Regions from separate parts of the Muntiacus reevesi genome. Here region 2 is linked to region 1. Evidence: chromatin contacts called from public Hi-C data. All regions are on one chromosome and are shown on one strand. The core of a region is the stretch at or near the end of the contact, and the rest is flanking DNA. Distances in the headings are between cores, read along the strand shown. Region 1 holds the start of DDX31 (DEAD-box helicase 31). Region 2 holds the start of CFAP77 (cilia and flagella associated protein 77).

The links. Hi-C and Micro-C count contacts between places; a contact is called where the count stands out from the background.
Region 2: a contact with region 1 is called in a Hi-C map of muscle, with 2.6 times the contacts expected there. The contact joins the promoter of CFAP77 here to the promoter of DDX31 in region 1. A contact is called at or near these places in 2 of 3 Hi-C or Micro-C datasets (blood and muscle).

Annotation. Positions count from the first base shown.
Region 1 is chr3:3,975,751-3,982,338 of mMunRee1.1, reverse strand. It overlaps DDX31 (DEAD-box helicase 31), which reads right to left and starts at 4,201. Exons shown (of 20, transcript XM_065928189.1): 1 at 3,950-4,201. The coding sequence starts at 4,045. It overlaps GTF3C4 (general transcription factor IIIC subunit 4), which reads left to right and starts at 4,723. Exons shown (of 5, transcript XM_065928188.1): 1 at 4,723-5,114. The coding sequence starts at 4,770.
Region 2 is chr3:4,217,079-4,223,666 of mMunRee1.1, reverse strand. CFAP77 (cilia and flagella associated protein 77) reads left to right here and starts at 4,079. Exons shown (of 6, transcript XM_065927106.1): 1 at 4,079-4,273. The coding sequence starts at 4,079. TTF1 (transcription termination factor 1) reads right to left here and starts at 712. Exons shown (of 11, transcript XM_065928190.1): 1 at 668-712.

The DNA.
Region 1 (6,588 bases), core at 2,952-5,451:
TCCATTGCAATTATTTCCAACGCTCTTCGCCTTTCCATTCCCCATCTGATCACCGATTACAGGCTACAACACGAGATATTTTCCTGCCTGTTGCTTCTTATTTCCATAACATGAATGTTGTTAAATGCATGATGTCCAAACTTCCCCTAGGAGAAGAATATCCAATTCCTCTATTTTCCTTGACCTTCTCTTCCCATTTACATTACACATGAATATACAAACATCCCTTGAGTAGCTGGGGCTTATTATTCTGGAGTTCTGATTTCTCTTGGAATATGCTATCTTCCTCTTGGCTTGAGATCATGACTTCTGCGTGCAGACATCAGTTTGCTTTAGCCGTGACTGTCAGCTTCTGACTAACGTGGCATTAACAACAGTTCTCTGTTTCTGGCAACCTTAAGGGCACCTATAGCTAGGTAATTCAATATATATAACTTCAAATATTTGGTATTAATATTTAGCATTGGTATTAACATTTAGTATTGATAATCTGCTTCATTTTACAAATGTCACAGATTTATTTTTACAAAATCCCCAATTTTCAGACTAAAAAGAGATGAAGTCAAGAATCAGGTCTCATTTGCAAGATGGGATGAAATGTGCATATCTTGCTTGGTTTATAGAATCACAGGCTCTTGAAGCACAAAAAGGCCAAAAAGCCTCTCCCGCTGCGCTTGTGTGGACCTCCCATCATAGGAACCCTGCCAGGCGGCCCTGCAGCTCCTGCCTGCACCTCCTCCTACTGTTCTCCACCCCAAGAGGCAGCCCATTCTGTTCCTGACCAAATTCCAGGGGTCAGGAAGTTCTTTCTGACATTCAGGCAAAACGTGTTTCCTGCAAGATCCAAGTCCTAGTCTGCAGTTTGTTCTCGGCACCAACTCTTGTATACAACACTCCTTTGTTCACCACAGAATTCTATTTTTTTTTCTCCTTCTTTGGACTTAATATCCCAAACAGGACACAGACTTTAGACCCCTTATCATCCTAGTCATTCTTTATTCCCCTGTCAATGTCTCTCTAAGTGTTTCAAGTTAAACACACTATCAGGTGGGCTTTCCATTGCACTCAGGCTAAAATCCAGAACATGTGACCTGAGCTATGAAGAATCTGCCTTTGCCCATCTCACCAGCCTTAGCTTTACTCTCTGCCATCCTGGTATTCCTTAAATTCTGAGGATGTTCTGAGCTCCTTCTCTCCTCAGGGCCTTTGCACATGCTACTCCCAAACCTACGTCCCCAACCTACCCTCTTGAACTCATTCCTCAAATCCAGGCTCACCTGCTGCATCCTCAGAGGAGCCATTCCAGACTTTCTGCCTCCACCTATCAAACCAGGGTCCCTGTCCTTGGCTCTCCTGGCGCCCTTCTCCTTTGTAGCACTCAGTGAAATAGTAAAGACAGGGTGTCATTCGCTGTGTGATGTCTGTCTTTCCCATTAGATTGTTATAAATGGATAAGCCTCTGCTGGAGAGCACTGCATCCCCTGCACAGGACCGTGTCTGGCACAAAGTAAGTGCTCAATAAATACTTGCAGGATGAATGAACAACACGTTATGGAATGACCCTTTTCTGTACTCTGGACACTGTTCTACTTGTCAATTCCCTTGCCCCCAGCATCCATAACATATTCATTAAAAAAAAACTGACCACTCAGTAGCTGTCAAGTAGCCTGGCTCTAAAGGTACAAAGATCTGACAAGCCCATGAAGAAGTCAGAGACAAGTGGACGAGACAAAAGTGTAAGACTGCAAACCAAACCTGTAGCTGTACTAAAGAACAGTGTGGACAAAGTGTTTTAAGGGCACAAAACAAGAAGACTACCATGGCCCATGGCAAGGGGGAGGGAGGCAAAGATACAGGAATGCTTCATGGGGTGGCAGCTGAGTACCGGAGCAGAAAAGACATACCTGGATCTTTTTAAAAATATGCAAGTCCTTGAGTCCACTCCCCCACCTGCCTCATGAAGGGATATGGCAGGCAACCTCTAGGGCCCATCCAGCCCTAACAGTCTACATGCTGAGTCTTTGACATTAACAAGCATATTAAATAGTTACTATGCACCAGGCAGTATGCTAAGTACTTACATGAGTGATGTCACTGAGCCATACAGTACTGGTATTACCCCATCTTAAGATAACAACACTAAGGTGGCGATGGGAGGTGACCTGTCCCAGCATCACTGAGGGATCAAGGCTTTGACCAAGCATTGATTCCACAGCCTAGTTACTAACAGTAATGCTGCAACACCATTTAGAAACTGTATCCTGTTTGGTTAGAAAACATTATGTACAGTTTAATCCCTATTTTGCTCTGCTTCTTTTCTAGAAGGATGTACATCACAATGTTACCCAGAGTTATCTCTGAGTATGGCAATTGTGGGTTTTTTTTTTAAATCTACTTTCCAAATTTCCTACAATAAATCTGTGTGTGTATATATATACATATATATATATTTTTTTTTTTTTTTCTTTTTTAAGGAAAAACACTCCGTGTAGTGTTAGAGCATAATTTAAGTTGTCAAGGTCTTTCCAAGTCCAGTACATTAGCTACTTATGCCAAGTTCAAGCTATTAGCAAATTTGGTCAGCATACACAGAATTCTCATTCAAGACATAACAAACATGCAGACAAGCCAACACAGACAGAGAGCTGTTAAACAATATTCTTTTGATATAGTGGTTCAAGCGATCATAAAACCAGATAACTTACATTTATTTACTCAACCCACTCAATGAACTTTTAGTAAGTGTTTTCTATGTCTTGCATGTACTTGGTATAAGCACCTTACTGACCTGATGGAGCAATTCTATCAGGTCAGTCAAAATGGAGTCAATATGACTTATAACTTTATACGAAGTCAAAATTACTGTTCTCATATAATAGGTAGGAAAAGTGAGGATCAGGGAGGTGAAGAAATTTCTTCAAGGTCACAGAACCAGCCATGTTGCAACGCTCTCATCCAATCCCAGGTCTGTCCTATTATTCCAAATCCCCTGTGCCCAACTGACTCTTTTGTACTTCCCTCCCCCTTCAGTATAGATGAAGCCACAACATCGCCCAGCCGAAAAGTTTTACTCACAAGCCTCTAAATCCTAAACTTGATAACCACGAAAAAAGTCTAGACAATAAACCAGACATTTGCTATGAGCTGATGTGAACTCAAGTAACTTCAGCGGCGCTATACTGGTTGAAAGGAACTGAACCGAACTCTGACAAAAAAATTTTCAATGGCATTAAATGATGCGTTTTTGAGAAGACACACACATACGCACACTTTTCTTGGCAGCAAACTGTATCCTTCTGGTCATTAAGACAAGATTTTTCAACAGATTTTCTGTCCTGTATTCCTCCTCTTAGCTAGGAGCTAAGTCAGCCCTAAAAACCAATTTTCTGCTCTGGTTTGGGCTAAATTTCAGGCATCTTTGCCTCTCTAACGAAGATATTGTATTGATGAGTTGTATTTTTCTTCCCCGCCCCCCAACCCTTCATGGCGCGCCGATGTATATCTCGGTTTCGAACACTCTTCAAAGAAATTTCTAGTCTCCAGTCCTCATTCCCGAAACAAACTGACCCTTAAGAGTAGCTGAGAGAAGATTAGAAGACGGGGCTACTGAGGGACTCAACGCCCCGAGAGTCCGTTTTTAACTTCGGGTGACAAGTCTCTTATCCCCGCCTTCAACTAACAAGCGGCCCCAGCCAGCTCCGCCCGCCTCCGCCCGCTCCGCTCCCGCTCCGAGCGCGTCTGCACGGGTCGTGGCGGCTCTTAAGACACGCGCGGTTCAGCGACTCCTCCCGGAGCTGCCCGATGTCTGACTTTTCCCCACCTCAACTCCGCGAAATTAATTCGAATCCCGACGGAGAAGGCCTGAACGGCAGCTTCCCGGCGCTCGGAGGCCCCACCCCCCCCACCCCCCCGGGAGCGAACGCATCTGGAAAACCGGATCAGAACTCACCCGCCTCGCGTGGGCCGGGCGGGGTTTGGAGAAGGTTCTGAAGACGGCGGCCCGGGGCTCGGGGACCTGAGGAAGCACTCCGCTGACGGCTGCCATGTCGACAGAGAGGCGCGTCCGGATCTCGCGAAACCCGGAGCGAGGCGCTGCTAGACCCCACGTGGACGCGCGCGAGGACCCCGCTGTAGCTGTCCCGCCGAGTCCTGCGCGCCCGCGCGCGCTTTCTGAGGGCCCCCGCCCCCCTCACGAAGGGGCCCGCGCCACTAGCGGCCGGAGCCGCGGCGCCCCGGGCCACAGGGCCGTCCCTCGTGGCGCGGCTTGTGCCGGGGGATGGGGGGATGCCAAGTCACACCGAACCCCAGAGTGATTGCCCTTGACGTTCTTTTGAAATTCCTCTCAGGAACGAGGAGAGGCGTGTCCCATCGAACCAGCGCCTCCTCCTTTGACTCTCCTCAGCACTTTAGTTGTCAGGAGCCGGGGGCGGGGGTGGGGGGGACTCCTTGCCCCTCGCCCACCCGCGATCCGGCCCCACCACAAGGTGAGATATTTTTAATTTATTTTTTTTACAGGCAGCGCCTTGGCCACCCGGCAGGGGCTGGGTTGCCTAGCAACGGCGGGGTCCTTCGTGGCTCGGCGGCGCTCCGGGCCTCAGGGGGAGAAAACCGCCGCTGAGGAAATCTGGGGGCCCGGCGGAGGCCGCGGTGCGGGAGGCGGCAACTGGACTGCAACGCGGGGCGGGGCGGGGCGGAGCGGGGCGGGGAGGAGGAGGAGGAGGGGGAGGTTGGCGCGCGCCCGGGAGCCCGGCCTCTGCCTCCGAGGAGAGATGAATACGGCCCTAACCCGGGTGGGCCCCGCGGCCGAGCGGCCCGCGCCGCCCGAGGAGGTGGAGGGCTCTGAGGCGGGCGGGAAGGAGCCGGCGGCGGACGCGGCCCCAGGGCCCAGCACGGCATTCCGCCTCCTGGTGACTCGGCGGGAGCCGGCGGTGAGGCTGCAGTACGCGGTGAGCGGCCTGGAGCCGCTGGCGTGGTCCGAGGACCACCGCGTGTCGGTGTCCACGGCCCGCAGCATCGCCGTGCTGGAACTCATCTGCGACGTGCACAACCCGGGCCAGGACCTGGTTATCCACCGCACATCGGTGCCCGCGCCTCTCCACAGCTGCTTCCTCAAAGTAAGTCATGCCTGCCGCCCCGGGCTCTGGGGTCTCCTGCCCGCCTCCCTCTCTCCACCACCCCCCCCCCGCGGCCACGTCCCCGCGGGTCCCTGGGGGAATCCCCGGGCCCACGCCTCGGCCGGGGATTCCCGCCTCCTCGCACTGAGTCTTTAGGGTCGCCGCCGTAGCTTAAGTGGGGGGGTGGGGGGGGAACCCGCCGTGTATGCCCAGTTTCCCGGATCGCCCACCCACTCCCGAGACAGATACATTTCGGAAGGTCCCTCTCTGGAGCCGAGTTCTCCCTGTGGCCCGGCGTCTGGCCGGCTGCTGGCGCAGATTTCTTCCCTTGGTGCTTTCTGAGGCTCCACCCCCTGTTGACCCAGCCCCAGACCTGCCTCTGCCACCCGCTCCTATTGTCTGGGGCCTGCTCCCCGAGGCTCCTGGCTGGCTTTGTTTACTGTGATGTGCCCTCCTCTTCCGCCTCCTTGGCTTTGGAAGAGAGAAAATTGGTGTGGGGTGTTTTTGTTTTGTTTTGTTTTGTTTGCTTTGTTACTGTTTCAGTGACTTTGTTATATGAGTGGTCTTTCTCATCTTGGGGAGATGATAGATCCTGGATGTCGGGGGTTAGTCCTCCAGTTTTTCTTCAATAACGAAAAGGCTTTGGGGTGTAGAATGAAAAATAAAGCTTCTGAAAATAAGTGTAGCTCTTAAACTTAAGATCTTCGTATAGATTTAATGCTTCGTGTAGATTAGTGCTTTTGGCTTCATATTAACTAAGTTTGCCTTCAGAACTTTAAAGCTGCTAAAGTTTTATTGTTCGATCATCACCATTTTCCAAATGTTTCAAAGTAGGAAGTCGTGTTGTTCATTTTAATGGTTTAAAAATATTAAAACTTTATTACTGTTTCCTTTATAGGTCTGTATGTATATGTATGATTATCAAAGTGTATGTTCATTCTCTCAACACATCTTTGAATACCACTATGGAAATCTCATGGACTGAGGAGCCTGGGGGACTACACAATCCATGGGGTTACCAAAGGGTGGGATAGGATTTGGTAGGACTTAGTGACTGAAACAACAGCAACAATGTATCAGCTAGACATCAATCTAGGCTCCAGAAGTAAAACATTGTACAAAAACAAAAACAAAAAATCTCTGTCCTCTAGGAGTTTGCATTCATTCTTTTGACAGGTCAGAAACAAATAACAATGTAATAATAGGTAGTGATAAGTTGTAATATGTATCTATATACAGAGAAAGTATTTCTGTGAATGTGAAGTTTTAAAAAAAAAACTACTCTGCCAAGCCATTTAAAATATAGATCAGTAACTGAATGGGGTGCAGAGAACCCACACCCCTTTTTAGCATACTTAATCCAAGTTTGAAAGTGACAGTTTGATGTTTAATTAGATCATTGATAAGTTTGTATGGGACTAAACCTTCAAAGATCTTGGACAAGGTGTGAACAAATTGATTCAAGTATAAGCCA
Region 2 (6,588 bases), core at 2,830-5,329, 240 kb before region 1:
TCTCCACCTCTCATTTTTCTCTGGGTTTCAGACATCCTGTCTTCTTCACATCCCCAGAATATATCATGATACCTTTATCAGGGGATTTACAAAAGCATCTCATTCTCCCAGGAATGCTTTTCCCTCTGCGTTACCTTTCTGCGCTATAACTAGTCTTAAGTTTGAAAATCACTTCCTCTAATTCCTCCTGGGTCCCGCCTCCTCCTTACAGGGTTTCTCAACAATCCAGCTGTTTCCCCGATGGCACTTAGCTCCGGAGGGACATAACCGGCCACCTAAGGACTGCGGTCTCCCCGTCCAGTTTGTTTCCCAAACGGTTTCCTGGATAAGCATTTATCCCTATTTATATTCGGAATAGACCAATTCCTGCCCTGCAGGGACGTGCCCAAGCTGGTCCCGGATTCCCTCCCCACTCTGGGGTTCCATGAAGACCCCGCTCGGCCCCGGGATGGGCATTCCGGGGCTGACAGGAAAAAAAACAAACAAACACGAAAGTTCCCGCGTGGAAGGGCCTGGAGCGGCTGCGAGAAAACAGGCACCACGTCCATCCCTGGGGACCTGGGCCCAACGCAGGCCTCTGGGGAGATGAGGACAAGCGGCCATAAACAGCTTGGTTCAGACACGATCACTGGGGGAAAAAACCGGAACAGCTGAAAAGCACTCTCACCTACGGGCCAAACGCGTCGTCCCCTTGCTTTCCAATCCGGAAGTGCCGGTGTCCTGGAAGCGGATATCGTCTTGCGTCACTTCCGGCCCGCCCTCCGGCAACGCGTTGCCACGGCTGCACGCCGGCCTGCTCCAGGCTGTGATTCTTAGGCCGTTTTCTGCGGGTTTTGTTTACTGCGGCGATCTTTGGGAGTTGGGTGGCTCAGGGGAGGGTCTTCCCAGGGGGCGCTCGTGGTAAAGAGCCTGCCCACCAATGCAGGAGATGTGAGAGATGCTAGAGACAAGGGTTCGATCCCTGGGTGGGGAAGGTCCCTTGGAGGAAGGCATGAATTGCCTTGGACCGAGGAGCCTGGCGGGATACGGCCCATAGGGTCTCAGAGTCGGACACAACTGAAGCGACTTAGCACGCACGCACAGGGCAGGGGAGAAAGGGGGACAGAGCTCTTCCACCGACCTGCTGGTTCATGCCTCTATTGCTATGTATTCAACAGTTTTTTTTACTGAGGTCCATCTACAGTCCTGGAGTGTCGAGAGGGTGAAGATTACCTGAGGAAGACAGAGAACAAACAGATCAACCAAAATAATTTCAGATTACCCTCCAAGGAAACTAGAACAGGGTAATGTGATGGAGAACGACTGGGGTCAGTGAGTGCTAGCTCAGAAGACTTTGACAAGTAACAGTTGAGTTTGAAATGAAAAAGATGAACAAAAATCGAGATGGTAGAGTGTTCAGGCTGGGAACAAATCTGGAGGCCCTGAACTTGGTTGCTGGAGGAACTGAAAGAAGGCCAGGGCAGCAGGAGCACCGTGAAAGATGGGAGAGAGTGGTGGGAGGTGACTTCAGGGGTTGGCAGGGGTGAACTGGTGCAGGGTCTGATGCACGTTGAACTTCCATGAACGTTAGAGCTAGAAGAAGGCTCAAGTATCTATTCTGATTCTTTCATATCCACTGTGTCCTGAAGAAACATAGTTTATGATTAAAAGTAAAGTTTTAAGCAGGTCATCAAGTCAAAGACAGACTGCATGCCTCGCAAACTTTTTAGCCTTACTGCATAGTGAACAATCACACTAGTGACGAGGCTTCTCATTGAATCCTATAACAACCCCCTGTTGTAGGAATCTTTATTAGGTGATATCAGCCTTACCTTGGGGCTGAGAAAGCTAGAGCTTCCTGTAACTTGTCCCAGAGGACTTATGTTGCCCCCCAGCTAGGATTAAAACCTGTGATCTTTCCACTACTCCAGGAGCCTGTCCCTTGCTGTCCCATTTGACCTTCTCTGTGTGAGCTGCCAAGCAGCTTTGATTATAAAATGAACAAAGGGGACTTCCTTCGTGGTCCAGTCACTAAAACACTGCACTTCCAACGCAGGGGGCTCTGGTTCCATCCTTGGTCAGGGAACTAGATCCCACATGCCGCAACTGAGAGTTCCCATGCCAGTCGCTGAAGATTCCATGTCTGTAACTAAAGGTTCCAGTGCCACGACTAAGACCTGGCACAGCCAAATAAATATTTTTTTAAGTGCATAATGTACATATATGTGGAAACCTGAAAGCAAAGTAGACGAGAGAGAGCGTAAGCCTGCATCATACACACGTCACCACTCAAAGGCCGCTCCAGGCCTTGGGTGAGCAGGTGGAATTCTGGCTTGCTCTGGAAATGTAGTGCAGATGGTGTCCCCTGTTGGCGTGGAAGGCCATGAGTGCAGGCTTGTTGTCTGTGCAACTAACTCTGCGGTGAACCCCTCACCCAGTTCAGTTCAGTTCAGCTGCTGTTGTGTCCGACTCTGTGACCCCGTGGACTGCAGCACGCCAGGACTCCCTGCCCATCACCAACTCCCAGAGTCCACCCAAACCCAAGTCCATCGAGTTGGTGATGCCATCCAGCCATCTCATCCTCTGTCATCCGCTTCTCCTCCTGCCCCCAATCCCTCCCAGCATCAGGGTCTTTTGAAACGAGTCAACTCTTCGCATCAGGTGGCCAAAGGATTGGAGTTTCAGCTTCAACATCAGTCCTTCCAATGAACACCCAGGACTGATCTCCTTTAGGATGGACTGGTTGGATCTCCTTGCAGTCCAAGGGACTCTCAAGAGTCTTCTCCAACACCACAGTTCAAAAGCATCAGTTCTTCGGTGCTCAGCTTTCTTTAATAGTCCAACTCTCACATCCATACATGACCATTGGATAGTCTTTACTAGATGGACCTTTGTTGGCAAAGTAATGTCTCTGCTTTTTAATATGCTGTCTAGGTTGGTCATAACTTTCCTTCCAAGGAGTAAGCGTCTTTTAACTTCATGGCTGCAATCACCATCTGCAGTGATTTTGGAGCCCAGAAAAATACAGTCAGCTATTGTTTCCACTGTTTCCCCATCTATTTGCCATGAAGTGATGGGACCAGATGCCATGATCTTAGTTTTCTGAATGTTGAGCTTTAAGCCAACTTTTTCACTCTCCTCTTTCACTTTCATCAAGAGACTTATTAGTTCCTCTTCACTTTCTGCCATAAGGGTGGTGTCATCTGCATATCTGAGGTTATTGATATTTCTCCTGGCAATCTTGATTCCAGCTGTGCTTTCTCCAGCCCAGCGTTTCTCATGATGTGCTCTTCATGTAAGTTAAATAAGCTTCTCTGTATTCTGTTGCACAAAGTTGGGTACCATTGATTTCATTCAACTCTAGACTTTCCTCACCACCCATTTCACAGAAGAAAACACTGAGGACTCAAGAAGATGACATCAGTCTTAGACTGCAAATTTCTGTTTCATCCTGAAACGCATAGCAGTCTGCCCTGGGGGGGGCGGGGGGCGATGTGTGTGTGTGTGTCTGTGTGTGTGTGTCTGTGTGTGTGTGTATGTAGGGAACGGGGCGAGGGGCGCTGGGAAAAATGGGAAGGGGTGGAGAGCGGAGGGGAGTGTTTTCAAGTGTAAATGGTCCTCTAGAAATCTGTCGCTTTTAACATAGCCCAATGGCGATTCCTGAGTTTTCCTCGAGTAAAAAACTCCGAAACAGGTCCAATTAGGTGGCCGCCAGTAAGTTTCCCGTAAGTCAATCGACCTGCTTGGTTCCAGCGCCGTTGGCGTCCCGTCTCCACGGAGACGGGCGGTTCCATTTTTCCTTAAAGGGTGGTCATGATTTTCTCCCCTTTTCAAATCCACAGCAAAGCGCCCAGAGGACGCTCTCATAAACCTACAGAGGGGTTTATGTGGCTTTTAGCTCTCCTCGCAAGGAGGCGGGGGAGCGCGAGGTGGGCACGCGTCCCTCCGGATGGAGCCCGGCGTCCGAGCCCACCCTTGCGTCCAGGTGGTGCGTCCCGGGACTCGGGGCTCACCAGCTCCGAGCTCCTCGCCTGCCCGCCCCCAAGCTGGGAAGCGCGCTGAATCCAGCCGACGGGCCGACTCCCGGCGACCCCCCAGGATGCCAGAGGCCGGGAACTCCTGCCAGGACCTCACGCGATGGAAGAAGAAGAAGCCGCCGGTCCGCCGCACGGTCAGCCAGATCTGCCCACCCCCGCGGCGGCCCCTGACCGTGGCCGACATCCGGCCGGGCATGGAGAACGAGAGGCTGGGGGTCGTGCGGGATTCCATGTTTCAGAACCCGCTCATCGTCAAGGTGAGCCCCGCCCTACACCCACCGGCCCCTTTGCGCTCGTCCCCTCAGTGGGCGTCCGCGCGGCCGCGGGTTTCCACCTGTTCTGCCCGGGTCCCACCGCCCCCGCCCGAGCGCGGCGTCGGAAGCTCCAGCTCTGGTCCAGACAGACCTGGACCCCCCACTTCCCCCGGCCCCGGGGCGGTCACTGGCAGGCCGCGAAGTCTCGCTGAGCCTTAGTTTCCTCATCCTCAAAGTGGGTCGAGAATGGAACTCTTTCAAGGGGGTGATCGGGCAGATCGCACAAGGTCATCCCTGCGGGACCCTCCAGGTTGGCGGCTGCTGTTTGCACATGTATTCGCCCGGAATGAACTCAAGGGGTGACAGAGTGGTCGTCCTTTCCACCTGCCAGCCCTCCCAGGGTGCAGGCCGCCTCCCTCAATTCCCCTGCACGCCTGGGCTGCTGTTATGTACGAGGGTTCTGTATCTATCCTGGAAGTTTTATTTCCGTGTTAATTTTTACCCAGTCATGCCCTTATGCAAAATTATGACCCGAAGCGTCGTCCCCCACACCCACCGCCAAAAAGCGCAGATCTCTCTGGCGTAGGGGGCCCACAGGCACCGGCGAGAGAGGGAGGCGCAGTTTCCAAAGAGTTCGCCTCCCCTTTGATCGCAAGACCGCTCGCGTCAATCACGTTTCCGGGCTAGTGATCTCCCAACGCCGTGGCATTCACTCGCCTTCCCGGGGTGGGGGCTCGAGGAAAGTCAAGTTGAAGTTTGGCGCTAGGAAAGCAGGTCGTGCAATTTTACTTTGCGCCACTGGAGGGCAGTGTGCCTTTAAAAATGCGCGCAGCTCCCCAGACGCCGGAGGTGGAAGGCGCAGGTGATAACCGCGGATTCAGTAGCAATTATTTATCTGAAAGCCAGGAGCTGCTCAGAGCCCAGAGGTTTTGGTTGTTGTTTGTTTGTTTGTTTTTGGTACAGGAAGCCTGGGCTATCTTAACATCATAGTAAAATGAGCTGAATTAATTGGCTCCTTTGAAAACATTGACTTTCTCGTCTTGTCTTCAAACTATTTATATGTTCCTGGGCCAGCAGCTGGGAGAAACTGGCTTGTTTCATTGGGGACTCTTCCATTTAATATGCTCCCCTTCTCTGGCCACCCAAAGTGGAGCAAAGTTCTTCACCTGTTTCTAGGTGAGAATCGCCATTCTCAGAGGACAGGTGCCTCAGACAGATGGGATCAAGATCAGACATGCTGGGATCAAGAGGAGATCAATGTCCCTGCCTCTGATCATTGCTTTTACTCAAGCAGTTACTGATGGGCCAACACCTTCCCACTTCAGTACAAAATGGACAGACAACATAATGGAGTTGTCCTCCATGGCAAATTAGTAGTCTGTGATGCCCATCCCAAGCTACTATATATATATAGAGACACATATATAATATAGGTATATGCATACATATACAGGTGCCACTGGGGTAAAGCATCCACCTGCCAATTCAGTTAGTTGTAAGAGACGTAGGTTCAATCCCTGGATTGGGAAGATCCCCTGGAGGAGGGCAGTTGACTTCAGTATTCCTGCCTGGAGTATCTCATGGACAGAGGAGACTAGCAGGTTACAGTCCAGAGGGTCACAAAGAGTCGGACACGACTGAAATGACTTAGCATGCACACACATACACATGATACACGTATGTTCTGCATATATGTGTGCACACATGTATGTACGTACAATATACATGTGTATAACATGTATAATGACCTTCCCAGGCTCACGGACAAAGAATCCACCTGCCAAGCAGGAGACAAAGGTTCCCTCCCTGGGTGGGGAAGATCCCCTGGAGAAGGAAACGGCAGCCCACTCCAGTATTCTTGCCTGGGAAATCCCATGGACAGAGGAGCCTGGCGGGCTATGCAGCCCATGGGATAGCAAAAACGTCAGACACGACTTAGCAACTAAACAACAAATAAGTGTAACACACATCTGTAGGTAAAAGTTCCCCACCTGCCTCTGGGTGGCGCTAGCTGCACAGCTTCCAGACATGCAGTCCTAATTCCTGAAGCTGAACTCTGGGTTGGAAAATGTACGGGAGTCCCTGGCCTAGGGACGGGGCTTCTGTCTTCAGGGCCTGAGGCCCAGCGCCAGCAGGGTCAGGGCTCGAGCGGCAGGGGCTGTGCCGGTGACTGTGTCCGGCGTGTCTCACGGGGGCAGCTGGACTTCTTTCTTTCCTCCCTCCAGTTTTTAAGGGGCCCGAAGGTACTTTCAGTAGCAGTTAACATTATGTCCACATTTCAATACTGACCTCTGCTGCCAGATTTTCTACCAAAACCT